Linked DNA regions of Callithrix jacchus: region 2 is linked to region 1. Evidence: chromatin contacts called from public Hi-C data. All regions are on one chromosome and are shown on one strand. The core of a region is the stretch at or near the end of the contact, and the rest is flanking DNA. Distances in the headings are between cores, read along the strand shown.

Region 1 (7,186 bases), core at 3,277-5,776:
TCTCACCCTGTCACCCTGTCACCCAGGCTGGAGTGCAATGGCACAATCTCGGTTCGCTGCAACCTCTGCCTCCTGGGTTCAAGTGATTCTCCTGCCTCAGCCGCCCTAGTAGCTGGGATTACAGGTGCATGCCACCACACCCAGCTAATTTTTTGTCTCTTTATAATAGAGGCGGGATTTCACCATGTTGGCCAGAGTGGTCTCAAACTTGGCCTCCCAAAGTACTGTGAGCCACTGCGCCTGGCCAAATTGGGTCTTTTAAAGATCAAAATTTGAATTTGCAATAAGACCTCTACTCATATGGACTTTTAAAAATAAAACTAATGAAGCATAGATGTTATTCCTTAAAAGTAAAACTTTTGGATGGGCACGGTGGCTTACGCCTGTAATGCCAGCATTTTGGGAGGCAGAGGTGGGCAGATTACCTAAGGTCAGGAGTTCCAAACCAGCCTGGCCAACGTGGTGAAACCTCGTCTCTACTAAAAATACAAAAAATTAGCTGAGCTTGGTGGCACGTGCCTGTAATCCCAGCTATTCAGGAGGCAGAGGCAGGATAATCACTTGAACCTGAGAGGCAGAGGTTTAAGTGAGCCAAGATCACACCATTGCACTCTAGCCAGGGCAATAGAGCAAGACAACAACTACAGCAAAAAAATCAAAATATTTTTGTGACATTAGAGCTCATTAGAATTATAAATTTATTTGTAATTCACTAATTCATTGAGAAGTTTCAATAATTCCAATGAACTGCTCTGAAATTTGCCTTTGAAATTTTCATTTAAAAAGGTTTTCTGAAATAATGGATTTTAAGTGTTCTCACACAAAATGGTAACTCGGCAGGGCACAGTGAGTCATGCCTGTAATCCCAGCATTTTGGGAGGCTGAGCAGGTGGATCACCTGAGGTCAGGAGTGACATTAGAGCCCAATAATGGAACCCTTCTAAGTACAGGGCTCTGTATGACTGCATGCATGAGTCACATGCCTGTGAAGCTGCCCCTGAGTACAGGGCTCACCAAACTATGGCCCACTGGCCATATACAGGCTGCCCCCCGTTTTTGTGCAGCCATAAGCTAAGAACAGTTTTCACATTTCTTTCCTTTTCTTTTTGAGACAGGGTCTTGCTCTGTCATCAGGGCTGAAGGCTGATCATAGCTCACTGTAACTTTGAACTCGACTTCGGCTTAAGCCATCCACCCACCTTAGCCTCCCAAGTAGTTGGGACCACAGGCATTTGCCACCATGCCTGACTAATTTTACAGTTTTTTGTAGAAACAAGGTCTACTATGTTTCCCAGGCTGGCCTCCAGCTCTTGAGGTTCAAGTGATCCTCCTGCCTCAGCCTCTCAAAGCACTGCCTTAGCCTCTCAAAGCATGAGCCACCACACCTAGCCGATTTTCACATTTGTAAATGGTTTTAAAAAAAAGAATATTTTGTGACATATTAAAATTCCTTGAAATTCAACTTTTAGTGTCCATAAATAAAGTTTTATTAGAATACAGCCAGGTCTATTCTTTATGTATTATCTATGGCTGCTTTTTTCCCACAATTGCAGAGTTCAGTGGCTACAACAGCGACCATCTGTCTGGCCAACAAAGCCTAAAATAATTACTATCTGGCCCTTTAGAGAAAAAGTTTGCAAATCCCTATTCACAGGAAGGTAGAACACAAGTGACAAAGGAAAGAAGCAATAAAATGTTTCAGGGATTCAAAAGAGGAGAGACCACATAAGGTTAGAAGTATCAGAAAAGAAGCTAATTCTTAAGAGAACATAGATAAACCTTGAATAATGGGCAAGGTATTTGCAGAATGAGATGGAGTGGGAAGGGGCATTCCAGGCAGAGGAAATCATTCACCTATGCACAACAGAGAGATGGGGAAGCAAATTATTTGGGCAAGATGAAAACTCCACCATCCATTCTGACTGTAAAACAGTTTTAAGTGAAAGGGAAAAGTGAGACAAAAGGATTAACTTTATTTTGGTAGAGTAGGGGAGTAATTGAAGGTTTTTTGGGGGAGGGAGTGACTTGCTTGGTATGCTTTAAGATAATCATCTGGCAACAATGTGTGGAATCAGGAACAGACTGGAGGCCACCAGACTGCAAAAGTCCCGGAGATGAGTGTACCAACCTAAAGCTGGCAACTGAAAACCCACTAAGTATGGTCTTAGTTGAAATGGAAAGGCGGAAACACAATGAAACCCCTTGCCGAATTACTTTCTAACAGACGTGCCAATTGATGGATTATTCAAGAGCCGAGAACTAAGTGTCAGGCATAAAGATTGAGTAATTTAAATTATAGTGATACAATTAACAAAGAAAAAGGAAAAGAAACTGGTTTGGTTACAAAGACCATGAGTTCAGTTTGCACATATGACCAGTGCAAGTTGCCAGAGGAATATCCTGGAGAAGAAGTCAAGGAGATAAATAGGAACAAGAGGCTCAAAGTGAAAAGTGAATTCAGTGCTAAGAGATGCAGATTATGGTATTCTCTGCATAGTGATAACAGTTTAATACAAATACAACGTCTGATAAGAGAAAATGTGTTTTTAATTAAATAAACTATTTTACACATTCTCTCAAACTCTAAAAATCAATCTTCTAAAACTAATTTCTTTCTGGAAAAAAAAATCAATTGCCCAAAGGACAAAGAGGTTTTTTTTAAAGAAAGAAAGAAAAGAATGAGTGAGCACAGTGTTCCCATGTAACACTTCTGTGAATTCAAAGTTTCAGACTTCTCAAATGTTTACACAATAATTGAAAAGTTAGTAAAGTCAAATTTATTTGCAATTCACTCATTCAGAAGTTACAATAATTCCAATGGACTGCTCTGAAATTTGCCTTTGAAACTTTCAATTAAAAAGGGTTTTCTGAAATAATGGATGTTAAGTGTTCTCATCAAAAAATGGTGACTTGGCTGGGAGCAATGAGTCACGCCTGTAATCCCAGCATTTTGGGAGGCTGAGGCGGGTGGATCACCTGAGGTCAGGAGTTACAAACCAGCCTGGCCAACATGGCGAAACCCCGTCTACACTAAAAATACAAAAATTAGCCAGGCGTGGTGGCGCACGCCTGTCATCCCAGCTACTCGAGAGGCTGAGAGAGAATTGCTGGAACCCAGGAGGCGGAGGTTGCAGTAAGCCAAGATCGTGCCACTGCACTCCACCCCAGGCTACAGAGCGAGACTCTCAAAAAAAAAAAAAAAAATCTATATGTATATAAAACTCTGTAAGGTAATATGTTAATTAGCTAGAGTTAACCGTTCCACAATGTGTACGTTACTTAAACGATCATGTTGTACACAATATATGCAGACAGTAGATAATTTAAAAAACAATTTTTTTCTAAGGAAATAGACATTATCGAAATAGGTAATATATTCAATTAACTTAAATAGTAAAATATAAAACACGGAGAACTGTTATAATTCATTCTCATCTACTCGTTTTACTTAGGTTAGCTTAGTTTTCAATCACTACATATTCTTAAAAGGAGTGAAATTAGTCACATTCCATTTATCAAGGTTTATTAATATTTATTTCAATAATAATTTGTACAGGGCCTGATTAAATTATGAACCAATAAAAGTTAGTCTTAAATGACCCTCAATCCCCACTTTTCCCTCCTCTTTGCTTTCTTAATCTCTTCGACCATCAAAACCGTTTCAACAAAAACTTTGGTAAGTTTCTTGTACTAAGGGTAAAAATGGTAAATTCCCGTGTTAAGTTCCCAGCCATTTTGGAACTTCTGTTTTCTGGTGCCCTTAAGTCACACGATAAACCTACCTGCCTATGGGTAATCCTATGAAGTCACTAAAGCGTCCAGGCCATGCATTTAAATACGCAATTTATTTTAGTCATATAGATAGCGTTGACTTAGGTGCACGGTACAAACTTATTTGGAAATTCAATTTGGTAACTGCGTTTGGCAGGGTAATTCGGAAAGATTTCGACCGGGTTAAGACACCATGGATAAAATATTTGTGAATCCAGGAGAAACGCCATCTCAAGAATGCAAAGACTTGCGGGCCCAGGCTCTCTCCGGGAGCTCTAGGTGTAGAAACTGCGCGTTCTCCGTTACTTCTCGGTTACTTTGCCCAGCACAAAGGACGACGTGAACACACAGACTGGACCAGTTGGTGACTTAACTACGGTTTGCATTAAGCGGCGGCGCCTTTGGGGTTTCGGAGGGTTCCGCTGGAACCTGCTGGGGTCGGGAACACCGACGCGCGGATTCCGCCCACCCGAGCGCCTGCGGGAGCGAGCCTGAAAGTGAGGGACAACGAGAGCAGAATCTCAGCAGACAGGCCACCGAAAGGCAGCTAAGAGACCGCGTGGGCAGGGCCTGCGCTCCGGCTGCGCTGGAGGCCGGCGTTAGGCCGACGCCGAAGACCAGGCGCGTGGCGGCCCCGCCCCCTCGGTTCCCCTCGCCCCGCCCCCTAGGACCCGCCCGCGGGCGGAAGCTGGAGCGAGGCTGAACGCCTGACGTCAAGGCGACACCGCCAAACCTCGCCCAGAGTCAGGCGTGTAAACCAGCCGGAGCGGCGACGGCGGCGGCGGCGGCAGCGGCAGCGGCAGGACCGCCGTGGCGCCGATAGTAGCTACCCGGAGGGAGCGCGGGGCGACGCTGGCTGCAGGGACCCGGTGACAGCGTGAGAGGTTCGCAGAGTGCTTGCGTGGCCGATGAGGGAAGCGGCGGCGGCGACCGCGCGGGGCGGGGGCCGAGCGCCGGCTAAGGGGAGCGGGTGGGGTGCGGTGAGGCGCGGGCCGGGCGCGGCGGTCAGGGGCCCCGGCGGCGGCCGCCCCTCGGCGCGCGGCAGGTGGCGCAAGGGCCAGGCGCCGGGCAGGCGAGCACGCTGACTTGCGGGCCAGCGAGGAGGAGCCGTCGCCGCCGCGGGGGAACAGCGCGCTTTGCGGAAGGGGTCAAATGTCTGAAATATGGCGGAGGAAGTAAGAGCCCGAGGACCCCCCCCCCACCCGCCCGCTCCCTTCAGCCTGCGGCCGCCGAAGCCTCTCCGGCCGCCCTCCTTTCCCCGCTGACGCCCCCGAACACTCGCTCCCCGCCCCGAGCCCCCTCGCCTGTCGCCTGGGTTCCCTCCGTGGTGTGGGTGGAAGTTAGAACGGAAACCAGAAAGTTGTCCTTTGCAAAGACTCAGCTTCCCCCGGCCCTGAGCTATGGCGAGGAGCCTTCGGGGCAAACCACTCCCCGGCGCCCCGCGGGCTTGAGACTGACGGGGAAAAAGTTTGCCTGAAACGGGCTGGCTTGCTCCATTTGTTGCGGGAAGTGGCAGGAGGAAGGCAGCGAAGGGAGCCCCACCTAGTCTGGCAGCAGCCACCGTGTAGAGAAAAACTGTTAAAGGGGCCTTTCCCTTCGTCAGCAAGAGGAAATCTCTCTCTTTTACAGAGGGAGAGAAAATCCAGGAAGTTTGTCCTCTTCTCTTTTTCGCCATCTCGAGGTGTCTAATCCTAAAACTATCAGCGCCATGAATTTAATTTAAAACTATGCCCAATGAACCGGAGTCCTCCGGATTTTTCTTCTAAAAAACCCTTAAGTCTTTTGGAGAAAAGATCATCCTTGCAAGTTAAAACAGATGGTTTCCTTCCCCTTCGCGTTTCTTCCTCCCACTGTCTTTAATAGTTTAGGAAAACGTTTTGGCCCTGTAACTTCTGATTGGTATGAATAGAAGCAGTTCTGTGTGGCAGTAACGGGAAATCACATTTTTACGGGGTAGAAAGTTGACACTACATGAAGATTGTGATTTTAGTATTTTAAACTTAATTCCGTCTAATTGGATTTTGGTTTTGCTGGCAGCATCTAATATATGGGGAGTACTTACAATTTAAAGCTGTGGTAAATTTATTTTTCAGCTCCTTTTGTAATTAGAATACTGTTTGGACTTACTCAACAAGATGTTATCTTAACAAGAAGTAACTTACATAAATTGAAAAGGGAGACATTCATTTAACTTCAAGCCCATATTACCCTTAAAAGCTGACTCTTGAAATAGTATTTATTGAGTCATAGTGGAGTCATGGGACTTTTTAAGGGCCGGAAGGGACTATTTAGATCATCCAGTCCCACCCTGTCATTTTCTGGAGGAGGAAACTGAGGCATAGATAAGATAACCAGTTAGTGGATCTACTGAGCTTTAGGACAGTAGTCTATGCATAAGAGACAACCTGGAAGAAGAAATACATTTTATAGTGAATTACCATTTTCCTAAGAAGAATCGTCCAATATCGCACTTTTAAAAAGTGGGTACCTTAGTCAAATAATGTGGAAAAACCACTTGGGTAGTTTCATCCTCAGGTTTTAGGTAAGGAAACTGATAGTCAGATTAAATAACTTTAAGCACACACAGCCTGAATGATAGTCTTATTTGAGCCCATCTGTGCCTTTAATCTATACTACATTAGTTGTTTTCACTTCATTTCCTTGTTTGACAAGGAAATGACAGTAAATTGTGAAGCTGCTTTATCTGAGGAAGCCATAAAGTAAATCATTTTACTTTATGTATCCAGTTTGTTGTTTTTAATATGCCGGTTATCAGAATACAACTGAAGAACCAATACTAAAAAGACTTAATTTTAAAATGTGGTATGGGGTATGAAAATGATTGCTCTTGCTGAGCATGGTGGCTCACGCCTGTAATCCCAGTACTTTGGGAGGCCTAGTCGAGGCGGGTGGATCACTTGAGGTCAGAAATTTGAGACCAGCCTGGGCAACATGGGGAAACCCTGTCTCTACTAAAAATATAAAACTTAGCAGGACGTGGTGGCACACGCCTGTAATCCCAGCTACTCGGGAGGCTGAGGCATAAGAATTGCTTGAACCCGGGAGGCGGCGGGCACAGTGATCCGAGATTGTGCCACTGTACCCCAGCCTGGGTGACAGAGCTACACCCTGTCTCAAAAAAAAAAAAAAAAAAAGGAAGAAAATGATTGTCTGCTCTTTTACCTTCTTCCACTCCCAACCCCTTAAAAGTCGTCTCTCTTATTTTCTATGACACACACTACTTCCTGCCTCCTGTTGCCATTACATGTTATCTAGTCCATTGAATTGTAAATTCCAACCACAAGATACATGTTCTTTTGTATGCCTTAAAACACTGGCATGGTGCCTTGCAGTAGACACTCAACACCAGTTAAATGTAAGTACCATGAGGGTAGGGACTTGATCCATTTAATTC
Region 2 (7,186 bases), core at 3,512-6,011, 270 kb before region 1:
CAGATACAATTTCTCTATATTTCTGTCTGAAAAGCAAATGTTCAAAAACTTAACTTTCTATGGAGGTAAGAGGAGCTCTGCAGAATGACAGCCACTAAGAGACTGCCCTAGTTTAGGGTCATTCTTTAAGAATGTTGCAGGGTGGAGAAGAAAGATTAAGACCAGAATAGAAAGAAAGGGAAGGTGGAAAGAAAATTGGGCACAAAGTAAAATCCAGGGCTCCTTAGCCTCCGTTGTAGATGTGTTGGCCATGGCACCCAGGGTCCTTACCCTTTTAAAAGGCTTCCCTAGACCAGAGGTCTTCACAATGGGTGGGTATCTGTTTGGAGGCACACAAAGATGTTTCAGGGAGGGTAAACAGAAGTGGGCAGCTTAAGGGAATCATTTTCCAGATCCTCAACTCCATATGTGCTCTCTCATCTGATGCTGATCTATCTGCCTGAGAGCTGCATCTGCCATCTGCAGTTCCATCTCCCACTGCCCCTTTCATAATCTCCCTTTTCCCACTTTACAAAAGAAAGACACACCTCTTAACCAGCTGGAAACTTACTCCAGTGCAACCCCCAAGGAAGAACAAAATCTCAGGGGTAGGGAGCCAAACAAAGGGACAATTCAAGATATCGTATCACTGAGGGAGAATATTTGACAGCAAAGCAAAGCAGGCAGATATTAGAAACAACAAAGAAATAGCACCTTATTTCACATAGCTCCAAGAATTTTCCATCTACCTTCTTAGTATTAAAATTCAGGTATGAGAGGGATGTCATGTGAAATGTACATAATGCATATTAACACATTTACCTTAATTAAAGATAAAACAGACTTTTTTCCTCACAGAAAATAATTCTAATTTGGCCAGTTACTTTCCCAGTGGATTCTGACTTTGCCAACTGTATGATACATATTTTCCATAAATGGAATGGGCTAAATTGACAGTTCCAAAGTTTTTACAAAATATATGTAAAACATATGAGCACTATGAATATACCAGAAGTTATATCATTCAAAACTATTAATACAAATTTATTACAAAAAAAAAATCAATGTAGAAATGTGTGATGGGGGCACAATGTTTTTCTAAATTTTTCTAGGAAGTATAAAAGCAAAAAAGCTTGAAGATCACCAATTAGACTTCTCTCTGCTTTAACACAGAGGCAGGTTTTTGGTAGAAGAGCAAAATGAAAGAAGATGCTTAAGTTGGTCTGCTGTTGTCTCTCAGCACCAGCAAATCCCCAGGGTAAAAATATACTACTCTAAAAGAAAGTACAGTCAGTCCTGGGTAATACTGCTGGTTTTTTTTGCTAACCTCCCACCTCCTGTTCTGAGCAATATGGAGTTCTTGCTCGGTCCCTCCCCCTGACCTAAAATTCCCCACTAACGTTCCTCCTCTAGTTCATTTCTTCCTTCATTACATACCATGCTGTGGCTTTGCTCCTATGGTCTCATTTCATCACCTTCCCCTCAAATGCAGCAGATCTAAACTGAAATGTTATTGGACAACTATGCAGTTTAACAAATTTTCCAGTGTCATAATTGCCCTGCAGGCTCTCAGCAGAGTGGGGTATCTACGCTTTAACAGAGATTTATTTGGATTCTTAATCTAATGGAGGCTCGTTTATGTGGCATTTCTGGTCATTTGTAAAAACAGAATTTTACAGGATTTGTAGAAAGAGGGATTTTTCCTAGCACCTTGCTGGAGAAACAGGGATACCCAGTCTCTGAAGTTTGGCTCTGGGTCAGATCATGATGCTTCAGGGAAACCCTAAAAGAGACACCCACTCTTGCTCACTCTTCCCTTTATTCTCCAAACCTAATCCTGAAAATACCTCTGCATCTTCCTAACTTCTCAGGCTTGGTAAACTACCCATAAGTCTTTTCCTGGCTTCAAACATCTAACATTTATGTGACTTAACTGCCCGCTTGCACACATCACATGTAGGACACTAAGTACTGATCCATGTACATGAAGCAGGCCCTTAATATGCAACATTTTATTTAACCCTCCTAGTAATCCTAGGAAGTAATTTTAGGATTGCTTCCTAAAATCTCACTTGGTGAAATCAGCTCAATTAGCCCCACATCACACAGCTATTGTGGATTCAAATTTAGGCTTATTCATTCATTCAAAAATTAGTACTAGGTAGGAACAAGGTGGTGAATAAGTTCTAATATGCTGGTAAGTAGGAATTAAACAAGCAGGTACAATGAAATCAGTCTGTCTCCTTTCTCTTCTATAGGCCTCTAGGAAACCCTGGCCCAGGACTCTGACTTCTCTGGAATACAGGGAGGAGGCATGTGTGATAACAAGAATATGACCTCTGAAATAATTTGTTTTGCACAAAACAGACTTGATTTCAAATCACTGTTCTGCCACTTACTAGCTGAAAAGCTGGGGAAAGCAATCTAATCTTCCTAAGCTTTTATTCCTCAAGACCTTGGGAGCACTCTTCCCCTGCCTTGTCCCTTCAGCTTTCAGGTCACAGCTCAAATATCACTTCCTCAAAATAAGCCTTTCCAAACCATCTAATCTAAAGTTTTCCCTCCAATCCACCCCTCCCCCATGTTACCTATCACACTTCCCTACAATTTTATATAAAACCCTGAAATTCCCTTATTTATTGGGTGACTTGCTAACTGTTTCTCTCCACAGTTAAGGGACTTTGTTTCAGGGCTATATCCCTAGTGTTCCCAGACCAAACTGAGGGTCAGGCTGCTATTTCTCGTGGCCAATAAAAGATGCAAAGGAACTAGGGAGGAAAAGAGTTTTTATTTCAATAACAGGTTACAGTGAGAAGGCCTGGAAATTACTACCATATAAACCCAAATTTACAAAGTTTTTCAGAGCTTATATACCTTAAGTGTTCATTCATCTAAGGACATAAGTGATTATCTTCTTTTAATCTATAACTAAAGTCTGAGTCCTGAAGACCTTTTTCTGGAGCCTCAGTAAATTTACTTAATCGAAGTAGGTCTAGTGCTGAGGTGATTACCCTTATCTTGTCTCCTGCTAAATCACAGACGTTTGGGGAGTTCTTTCAGGTCTCCAATAAACTTGTTTGTTGAGGCCTTGGGAGTTTCTTCAGACCCCCAGTAAAATTTGTTTAATCCTAAAAGGGTCCTGTTAAGAATTCCTTATTTTGTCATGCTTTACAGCCCAGGAAAGGCGTAGGCAAAACTCTTGATGAACTTCTGTTACATCCCAGCCTTTGACTAAGAGCACTGGCTTTTTTTAGCTTTTAATATTTAACTTAACCACTCGGTCAATACTGAAAGTTATGATGGAGGCCTGCATTAGTGAAACCTGGCCTGCCCCACTAGCAGCTGGGAATAGTCCTAGCTCATAGTAAACCTTCAATAAATATTTGATTAATAAATGAATAAATCAACCAGGAACTGAACTTTTAATAAATCATTTGGTAAACTTAACCAAAGGTTCAATTAGCCCAAGTTATAACAGCTTAGCCCAAGTCAGAAGGGGTATTAGCTTGCTCAACTTACCTAACTGATCTGATCTAAGTCCAGCCCACGGGTACTTTTGCCCCACGGAGGAATTACAAGATTCTGACAAATAAGACTTTTTCCACAGGAAATTCCTCTGGTATTCACTCAGCCCCTGTAATGCAAAGTACACTTTCAGTATAGTGCAATTAAGGAATGACGTTTTAAAGCAGACATTAGTTAAAAAAAATAATTTCTGAACCTCCCAAGAGAGACTTCAGACTGAAAATTAAACACAGACGAGCTCCTTAATAAGAGTTAATATTTACCCAGCCCTATGCTAAGCAGTTCACACGTGTTATATCCTTTAATCCTCAACACCACTTGAGGCAGATGCTAGCAGGAATCCCAGACTCAGAAGTTAGCTATCCTTTCACTTGTTATGATTCCAAAGCATGAGTTCTTGTCGGATAACTAGTAACAATCTAAATTCTCATCATTCTAGATTTATCCCAAGTGTTCACCGAATACACAATATATGCCTAGGACCTTTTGCTATTTGGTAAATCAACAAAAGACAAACTTCCCTTCCATTCTGATATACAAGCCTTTAAGATAAATGAAGAGTCAGGAGCTGTGGGACGCTGCAGCCACCTGTTAAGTTGCAGGGTGCTAGTCCCTGACAGCTACCAGCTACCTGGAACTTTTAACATACGCTAGCACAAAATGCACGATGAAAAATATGTATTTCTTTATACCCCGTCCTTACTAAGAACCCATTTCTCCAGCCTTTAAACTCCACATACACTAAAGTTTTAAAAGTAATGGGGGTTAAATGCTAAACCCTATCTGAGTTGCCTTTAATGCTCTTTGCAAAGTGACCTCCTCCCATCTCCACTCCTCTTGAGTTCTCCGAAGTAAATCTATCTCGCACCATCTGACTCTTCCGCACACGGCAACTTGGAAACTGAGTGAGCGGAGAGGAAGCTGGGTAAGACCCGGCGGGCAGATTCTGGGGCCTGGCAGGCAGGCCCCGGGGCTGGCAGCTTCAGGCAGGCCCCGGGGCTGGCAGCTTCAGCCGGGCCGAGGACTGAGTCGCAGAAAAGCAGCGTGACCTCGGCGCTCCGCACCAGCCCCACCGCGGCTCCTACCAGTCACATTCCGGCCCGGGAACCCCAGCCTCACCTTGAACCGCACAGGCATGTTGCCCGGCGCCGAAGTCCCAAGCCACTCGGACAGTTAACGGGACAAAAAGCTCCGAGGGGGCGGGGCGATAACAGTCGGTTCCCTAGCAAAGGCAGGGCCCGGCGTCCCCGACTACGCGCCGGCGCACTCCGCGCTTCCCGCCTAGAGCCCTGTCGCTGTTTTCCCCCGCCCATCTTAGAGCCTAAGGGCCAATAGAGACTCGCAGAGTGCCTTACCGCCATTAGAATTTGACCAATGAGTGCCCGAAAGGGAGCCGCCCACCTCCTGTGATAAATCCTGGGCGGCTGATAGAGATGGCGGGCGGAAGGACTCCCAATAAGACTCCCGGAACCGGGCTGGGCGGGACCCCGGTAGTGCCGCCCTGGGTTGGGTGGACTGGCCCCTGGTTCGCGGTCTCCCGCGCAGCAATGCGTCTGGCTGCTGGTGGAATTCGCCGGCCCAGGTACTTGACAGCATCAGACGTGAAAGTGCGTTCTTAATTCTAAAATCTATGACAGAACCGAACGCTTCTTTTTCTGACAGGAAAATGCTCAGATGTATTCTGCTGAATATCGGTTCATACAGCCGACAGCCGCATTACAGTTTATTGTCACATCAAAAGGGAAAGGCCAAAAATAAATATAGTTTAGGCAGGATTTTTGAAACTTTATTGAAACTCGAAAGACAAAGTGCTGTCTCTTCCTCAAGTGATGTTCTTCCTCCCTCAATCTCTACCCTCCCCAAAATGATCTACATACAGCGCTTAGATGAGGAAACGTTTATTAAAGATGCTTGTGAGACTCAACTTCCAAACCTTTAGCCTTGTCTCTCCTCTCACCCTTTTTTTAAAAACAAAACTTCATCTGATTTTAATAGACTATTGCCATCATCGTCGATAAATATTTCTTGACAGAACACTGCTGATTCTGAGAATTGGGAAAGAAAGAAACTGTTCAGATAGTTTTCTAATATACTTGGGAAGGACGTACATATATTTATTCAATAATGGTGTAATGAAATGTGTCAAATGAAAGGTGCCAGTGATAAGGGCTACAGGAACTGGGAGCAGGGAGTCATTTCTGAGGGCAGAAAATGCCTCAGGAGGAAATATTCAGACTGAAAGGACTGCAATAAATAAAAAGTGGGATGATGAAAGGGAATAGAATACTGCAAGTCTTCTTTCAGGAACAACAAATGACTGCCTTTTACATTTGTCATGTGTTGACTGAATAAAAGTATACCTCTCTTAAACTTTCAAATATCAACACCAGTCCTTGCTGCTTCCTGGTAAGCATTTTCTGCAAAAGCTGTCTTCCCGAATCCTGATTGATGTCTCTATTCTTCATCATCACTGAGATACTTAAAAATTCATTTGAAGAAGCCACCTGATATCTGGAACAAAGAGCATATTAAATTAGTCCTGATGCAGCTATGCATCCAGGGGGCCCTTGAATAATGTTAATTGGTGATGACAGCATCTCTGTCGTGTAAATTAAGAATGGCACGAACAAGACACAGTGGAACATAAAACAAAAGTCATCTCTGCAGGAAGGCTGCCCATCTTACAGGGTAAGAAAAGCACAACTCTGGTTGTACACACTGCTTTGTTACCACAAAATGCTAAGGTGAAATCAGCAAAAGCAAATGTGTAGAATGTAGCCTGTCTGCTAAACAAGGGCAATGATCACTGAAGAAGAGCTCTGCTGAGCAGGGAGTAAATGACAGGAAAACCAAACAGCAGATGGTAAACATAACTTAGTCACATCCCAGGCTTCCTAGCGATGCATCATAAAGACTTAAGAAAGAAGATTTTACTTTGCTATTGTTAAACAAAAGCCTACCCCAGTTTAAGAGGCAAAGATAGAGAAATGAGGAAAAGAAAGTGACAACCTTATAGTAAATGAGTTTTGTAGCTTGTGTTTTACCAACTCTTATCTTCTCTGCTACTGCAGGAAACAGTACCCAGTACCCTACAAAGTTTCACCCATGTTTTGGGGAGTCCCTAGGAGGTATTTCCCGTGTGCTCACAGCAACCACAGAGTGTGTGCCCAGCAGCACTGCTGCTTGTCCCAATAGCCATGCATCTGTAGGTGTCACCCTTGCTACTGGCTGTCACAGCCACTTTACCTTGATACTGAGTCTCCACTGGGCATAGTAACTGGGCACAGCCACTCCTCAAACTGCCTGGCATTGGTGGTAATCTACAGCAAAGCACCTCTCCTTTTTGCATTACCTTCTTTGAAGTGAGTAACACTATATCTTAGAGAGCCTTCTTTTCATTTGTATTTTAGGCTTTCTCAACTCCAAAGGGCTCAAAATGAAGTCCTTGGAGTCTAGGCCAAAAAGCAACTCCTCAAGTGACAGATGTCATGCTGTGCTTCTCTCTCCCACTAGCTGAGCCCTCTTACTGGGACAATGGTATTACACCTGGCTCACTCTTCCCTTCACTGATTTCTCTGTTTCTAATACAAAGATTTCTGTCTATCGCCTGTGAGAGACTGAATTTGCACAACCTCTATGAAAGGCATTTTGGCAGTTAGATCCAGGAGTTCCTCTTCTATTA

Evidence for each region. A called contact is a pair of places that touch in the nucleus more often than the background predicts.
Region 2: a Hi-C map of skeletal muscle shows a contact between it and region 1, with 3 times the contacts expected there. The contact joins the promoter of SAXO6 here to the promoter of RAP1B in region 1. A contact is called at or near these places in 2 of 3 Hi-C or Micro-C datasets (both in skeletal muscle).

The regions. Positions count from the first base shown.
Region 1 is chr9:50,523,877-50,531,062 of calJac240_pri, reverse strand. RAP1B (RAP1B, member of RAS oncogene family) reads left to right here and starts at 4,526. Exons shown (of 9, transcript XM_078336108.1): 1 at 4,526-4,655.
Region 2 is chr9:50,796,597-50,803,782 of calJac240_pri, reverse strand. It overlaps SAXO6 (stabilizer of axonemal microtubules 6), which reads right to left and starts at 4,761. Exons shown (of 15, transcript XM_078338040.1): 1 at 4,624-4,761; 2 at 3,499-3,613. The coding sequence starts at 4,641.